2 separate regions of the Mus musculus genome follow, and region 2 is linked to region 1. The links are chromatin contacts, called in public HiChIP or PLAC-seq maps. All regions are on one chromosome and are shown on one strand. The core of a region is the stretch at or near the end of the contact, and the rest is flanking DNA. Distances in the headings are between cores, read along the strand shown. Region 1 has its middle 14 kb from the start of Lama1. Region 2 has its middle 47 kb from the start of Epb41l3.

The links. HiChIP or PLAC-seq counts read pairs in DNA pulled down with a chosen protein or histone mark.
Region 2: an H3K27ac HiChIP or PLAC-seq map of extraembryonic endoderm stem cells shows a contact between it and region 1, with 15 times the contacts expected there. The contact joins two enhancer-like sites. A contact is called at or near these places in 1 of 39 promoter capture datasets (liver) and 3 of 115 datasets of contacts at active chromatin or transcription factors (astrocytes, extraembryonic endoderm stem cells and stem cell-derived neural progenitor cells).

Annotation. Positions count from the first base shown.
Region 1 is chr17:67,681,976-67,684,813 of GRCm38.p6, forward strand. No RefSeq gene overlaps it. Among named protein-coding and RNA genes, the nearest start is that of Lama1, 14 kb to the right of the region's middle. Within about 2 kb of position 1,361, at least 11 of the 459 cell types and tissues checked have an H3K27ac peak or open chromatin away from gene starts, as enhancers often do. A contact at or near this core is called in extraembryonic endoderm stem cells, where this site is marked.
Region 2 is chr17:69,111,343-69,114,042 of GRCm38.p6, forward strand. It overlaps a transcript of Epb41l3 not described here. Among named protein-coding and RNA genes, the nearest start is that of Epb41l3, 47 kb to the right of the region's middle. Within about 2 kb of position 1,264, at least 5 of the 459 cell types and tissues checked have an H3K27ac peak or open chromatin away from gene starts, as enhancers often do. A contact at or near this core is called in extraembryonic endoderm stem cells, where this site is marked.

The sequences.
Region 1 (2,838 bases), core at 111-2,610:
AACACACACAGGAGCTGATCTGATGCAACTCACAGCAGGGTCTTTATTCTATTTGAGCTAGCTCAGCCCCCCCCCCAAAGTACCACCATCATCCAGGAAAGTTTTGGTGGTGGGGGAGCCCCGAATGTCTGTGGGGCAAGGCTTTAGAGTAAACAGCAAGCAGGGAATATGTGTGCAAGCATTTAATTGGAAAGTTACTGTGGTCTTTAGCATAATTGGCTGGTGCTGGGAGTCATATCATAAACTTAACTTCTGCTCCCCTCTGCATTGGTGGTCGTTAGGCAGGGGGTGGGCTTGTAACCTGGGGGTGCAGGTTTGTTGGGGGAATAACCTGGAGACACTGGTCTTGTTGGGGGTGTAACCTGGAAACTCTGCTCTTGTTGGGGATTGGCCTAGAGACTCGGGTTCTGTTGGGGCAAGGCTCGGGTTCTGTTGGGGAGCAACTTGGAAACTAATGCTCGATACGAGACTGTTAGTCTACCTGAGTTCAAACTTAGGTCAGGTTCTCTAAACTGGGGTCTGAATTTAAAAGCTTTGGCGTCTCAGACACACCATGGGTATCACATTGTCCAAAGTCACCCTAATGTCTTAGCCCATGCAGATCTTCCTGAAGACTCAAATGGACTCACTCAATTCATTTAGTGGCTTGTTTCTTTATTTGCTTAGTGGTAGTCAGATTTACCCCAGAGCTTCAAACTATGCAAGCATGCAAGTTCTACTACTGAGTCATATTCTCAGATTTCTTTTTAACGTTCTTTTGAAATAAGTTCTCACAGAATTGCCCAAGTTAGCCTTGAATTTGAGAAGGTCTTGCTTCAACCTCCCAAGAAGGTAGGGTTGCAGACCTGTCTCAGCGATACTGGGTTATGTCTTTATTTATTTTACAGGACCTCAAGATATAACCCTGACCTTTAACTGCTGCGGAACTGCCATTTAGAAGTTGAGAAAGAAAAGAGACAGAAGAAAAAAATCTAGAATGCAAACAAGTAAAATGCATCCCGTTGTAAGCCACAGACAAAGAAAGTGAGAAGTAAGAGCTAAAAAGAAAAGTTGATTGACAGAGAAAAGTATCCAGTAGTGACAACGGATGAAGGATTGTAAAATATCTGTATGCTCAAAAACGAGAGGAGGAGGAGGATGGATTTGATAAAAAGGAAAGACCAGAGAAGAGAAAAAAGCTTAAGGGGGATTTCTAGAGACCTGAAAAAAATATGTCACCAAAGTCAGGAGTCACTGAGGAAGACTAGCATTTCATAATGGGGAAGGGAGGCTCATCCGATCTGTAGACAAAGTGATCCAAGCTACGAGAATGCAGAGATAGAGAACAAAAGACCCTACGTCATGGGCCCTGTAACAGTAACCTGCGGGATAACATCGTGCTGTGTCCTGCACAAGCCACTAGAATTCCAGAAGAACACATACAAGGAAAGACTACAAACGTTTAAAGGAACAGTGGCCCAGACTTTCTTAATTCCATCAAACCCTCATGCGAACAAACCTAAGCATCACAATGAACAGCACACAGTACATAACAAATAAAAGAAAAATGGGTTAGGACACAGCACCATCAAATCACTGAGAACCACCAAGATTAAATTGTGAGAGCAGACAGGAGAGCAAGATCTACTGTCCTCGGGGAAGCAAAGATAAGGCTTAGGGAAGACTGCATCCGAAAGCCCTCAAGCTGGATGACAATAGAGTGGAGTCCTCCAAGGACTGAAAGAAAACAGCTGCCACCCTGGAATTCTACTCCTAAGAAAACCATCTTTCAGCACAGAGCAAAGCAGACAGTTAGCTGAATTGATGAGCTCTGAGTTCAACGAGAAAGAACGGCTTCAGTAAATAAGTAGAAAACCATCAAAACGGACAAGGCATGCCTGGTCTCATAGGAAGAACTTATGTCAACTTCCCTGATGAACTACACCAGGCATTTAAATGAGAAACAATACATTCTTTTCTATACTCGGTCTATTAAATACAAAAAGAAACTCTTACAACTTATTTTTGAGGCCAACAATATACTGATATCACAACTATGAATGTACATGACAAGTCGAAGAATACTATCAACTCATAGTCCTCAGAAGTAAAGATGCAAAATTCCTTATCTAAATGCCGGGAAATTAAATCCACATGGAATCAATAACTCATTATCACCATATGGAGCTTCCCCAAGAGATAAAAGATCTGTTTAATATACTGGAAGGCTTTACAAAAAGAATCTATATGATTACTTTAACAGATATGGTTACATCACAAGTGTCTGTCTTTTTAGCGATATGCCCAGATGCCAAACTCTACAGTATATATACTATATATATATATTAGCATAATGTCTGCCTAGACACATCCTCCATAGACTCAGGCCATCTCAAGGGTATTTACAACAGCCAAAGCCATGCTTGTACATGTTCAACATAGACAGAAAAATATTTTTCTTCAGTATCTTTAATACACAGTTGGTTAAACCTCTCTAGATGTAAAAATCAGGGCAGTGTTTTCAACAGGGATGGGATGAATAGAAAGAAGGAAGGCAAGAAGACAGGCAGCAGGAAGAAAAGAAGGAAGGAAGGAAGGAAGGAAGGAAGGAAGGAAGGAAGGAAGGAAGGAAGAAGGAAGGAAGGAAGACATTTTGTGAGTGAGGAAGGTGTCTTATCAGGAATGAGGGTGGGCTTACATGCATCAATTTTCCTCCTACAATCACCTACCATTTCTGGCTTTTCTAATACCATTAGGTAGACCCCAGTCATCTCTGTTAGGAAAAGAATTGGGTCAGGGGCCAGTTTCTTAAGCTGACAGCTGGCCAGTGGAAGAACTACTTGACCTACTTTCATCTAC
Region 2 (2,700 bases), core at 14-2,513, 1.4 Mb after region 1:
CTAATAAGGTTTTAATTAATTCTTTCAAGGAAGGTAATTTTCTTGTTAATTCATAGACCTTCCCAATTATGATAGTTTTTTGTCTTGATGACCTCATGTCACCCAGCACTGTTTCTTGATTATTCAATTCTGGAAGAAATAAGGGCAGTAGAGAAGTGTTTTTCTGATTTGATTAATTGATGCTTAAGATCTGTGTGAAAGAGGCAAGCCATTTATAGAGCTGGCTTCTCCTCCCCTCTCTTCCTCCTCCTCTTCTTTAGAATTATTTATTTATATGTATATGAGTACACTGTCACTTTCTTCAGACACACCAGAGGGCTTCGGACCCCATTACAGATACTTGTGAGCCACCATGTAGTTGCTGGGAATTGAACTCGGGGCATCTAGAAGAGCAGCCAGTGCTCTTTAATAGCTGAACCATCTCTCCAGCCCTCAGAGCTGGTTCTTATGTCCGCCTTCTAAACAGCTTGGTGAGCTGACCTAGAGCACAGGGTCTGTGACTCTGTAGCTTCAAGAGGGTGAGACAGGGAGACTGCAGGTTCAAGGCCTGCCTGGGATACAGAGGGGTTCTAAGCCAGCCAGGGCAGCCTGGGAGAGGCCACCTGAAACTAAAATGTAGAAACAGAGCTGGAAGCAACTCAGGGCTAGCGTGCTTGCCAGATATGTACAAGGCCCCAGTTCAATTCCCAGCACCATAGTCATATGTCATAATATTGCCTACCCCAGAGCGAAAAGACATAATTTACTATCAAAATGTAAACTGCAAGGGTGTGTGTGTGTGTGTGTGAGTGTGTGTGTGTGTGTGTGTGTGTGTGTGTGTGTTGGGTATTTTATTTCAGTACAAGACCCTACAAGAAAAAGGCTTTTCCCATATACATACTGAGTCCCATGGAATTAGAGTTCAGTAGCCTAGTTTTGTTATGTGCAATTAAGAGCAAAACAGTGAACCAGGCCAAGAAAAGGTCCGTGCTTTGTCAGCCACGCTGTTCCTTTACCCAGCTTGTGATTGAAGTCTACCCATAATTAAGTCCTTCTCCCCTGAGACTGGGCCCTGGTGCTTGTTTTTCTTAAGGGTCTGGATGATGCTCAAGTGCAGCATCATTAGCCTGTTTGGTCCTTCCATGGAGCCCATGTTTGTATAGTGATGTGACTGATGGAACAATGCCAAGAGATATGGCCAAGAGGCACAGAGTGGTTTTTAATGGCAATTGATTTGGAAGTAGACAATAGACAAAGCCAGAGCTAACACAGGCCATTCCCAGAAGTCTCCAGATACCCATAGTTCCCTGTAGTGATGCAAACAAAGCTTGATGATACTCCTGGGGACTAGGCAGTCCTACGTGTCCCTCTAACGTGACTTCTAGTGTTCTGTTTATTTCCCAGTCCTTTGATTTTGCAGCTCTGCACTAGAGTCTGTACACTTGCCTACTGCTTTTTGTATTGAAATTCATTGTACATAATTTTTATACTAATTTTTGTAACAAAATCTACTTGTTAAATAAACTGTGACTTTTAATTTGGGCAACACAGAAGACTAGTACCCCGATGAACGTTTTTATTTAAAAAAACAAAAGCCAAAAAATAAATTCCACTAAAATGGGATGATTTTCTAATAAGACTTTACTTCGGCTGAATTATTTTTGATTAGCTCACTGTCTTTCTGTTTTCAAAGACTGAGGAAATTTTCCATTATCTAAAGTATTTTGCATAAATAAAAACTCACTTAGCTTAATATTCTTTTACCGTAGACACATTGAAGATCTTCCCCAGATGATGATTGCCTGGGCAGTGGCTTGGCTGTTTTCCCATTTTTTTGGAATGTGGGGGTCATTGTAAAGAGTTACGTCATGCCTCTATAATGTGGTGTTCTTACTTTTAGAACAAAAAAACATTGATGGATTGAAAAATTGGGGCATTTACTTCATCTCTCTCTTCTTCTTGACATTACATTTTTATCTTTTACTTAGGGGTCAGAGTAGAGAGGCAGTTGCATAAAATTTTATGAAAGAAAACAACACACCCCAAGTCCCATCTGTGTTGCTATGTTGTGTTGTTTCTCATCTTTGCTATATAGTCTGAATGGTATGTCTACCCTCAAACTACTCTATGCTCATGACCTGGACCCCAGTTCCCTTGGGAACAGTGTCGAGTAGAGGGACCTGGGAGAGATGAAAAGATTGGATCCTGAATCGAGGGCCTCAGGATGGACAATGTTAACAACATCTTTGTGAAAGAGACACAAAGGAGGCCACTGACTCCTTCCAAGATGTGAGGTACAGACAAGAGGTCACATCCATGAACGAGAAAAATGGGTCCTCACCAGACACTAACTATAATGGAATCATTATCTTGGAATTCTCAGAGTCTGAGTCCATGAGAAATAGACTTCTATTGTTTATCAGTTACCCTGTTTATGGCATTTTTTAACAGCCCAAACAGACTTCATAAACTTGAAAAATGACACATGGCTATGTGGGTCCATTAATATTTTTGATAAAAAGGACAGAGAGAATATGAAAGATAGAGGATGAATAAATAGATAAATGGATGGATGGATCAGATGGATAGATGGATGGATAGAAAGAAGGATGGATGAATGGATGGATGGATCAGATGGATAGATGGATGATAGAAGGAAGGATGGATGGATCACATGGATAGATGAATGAATAGAAGGAAGGATGGATAAATGGGTGGGTA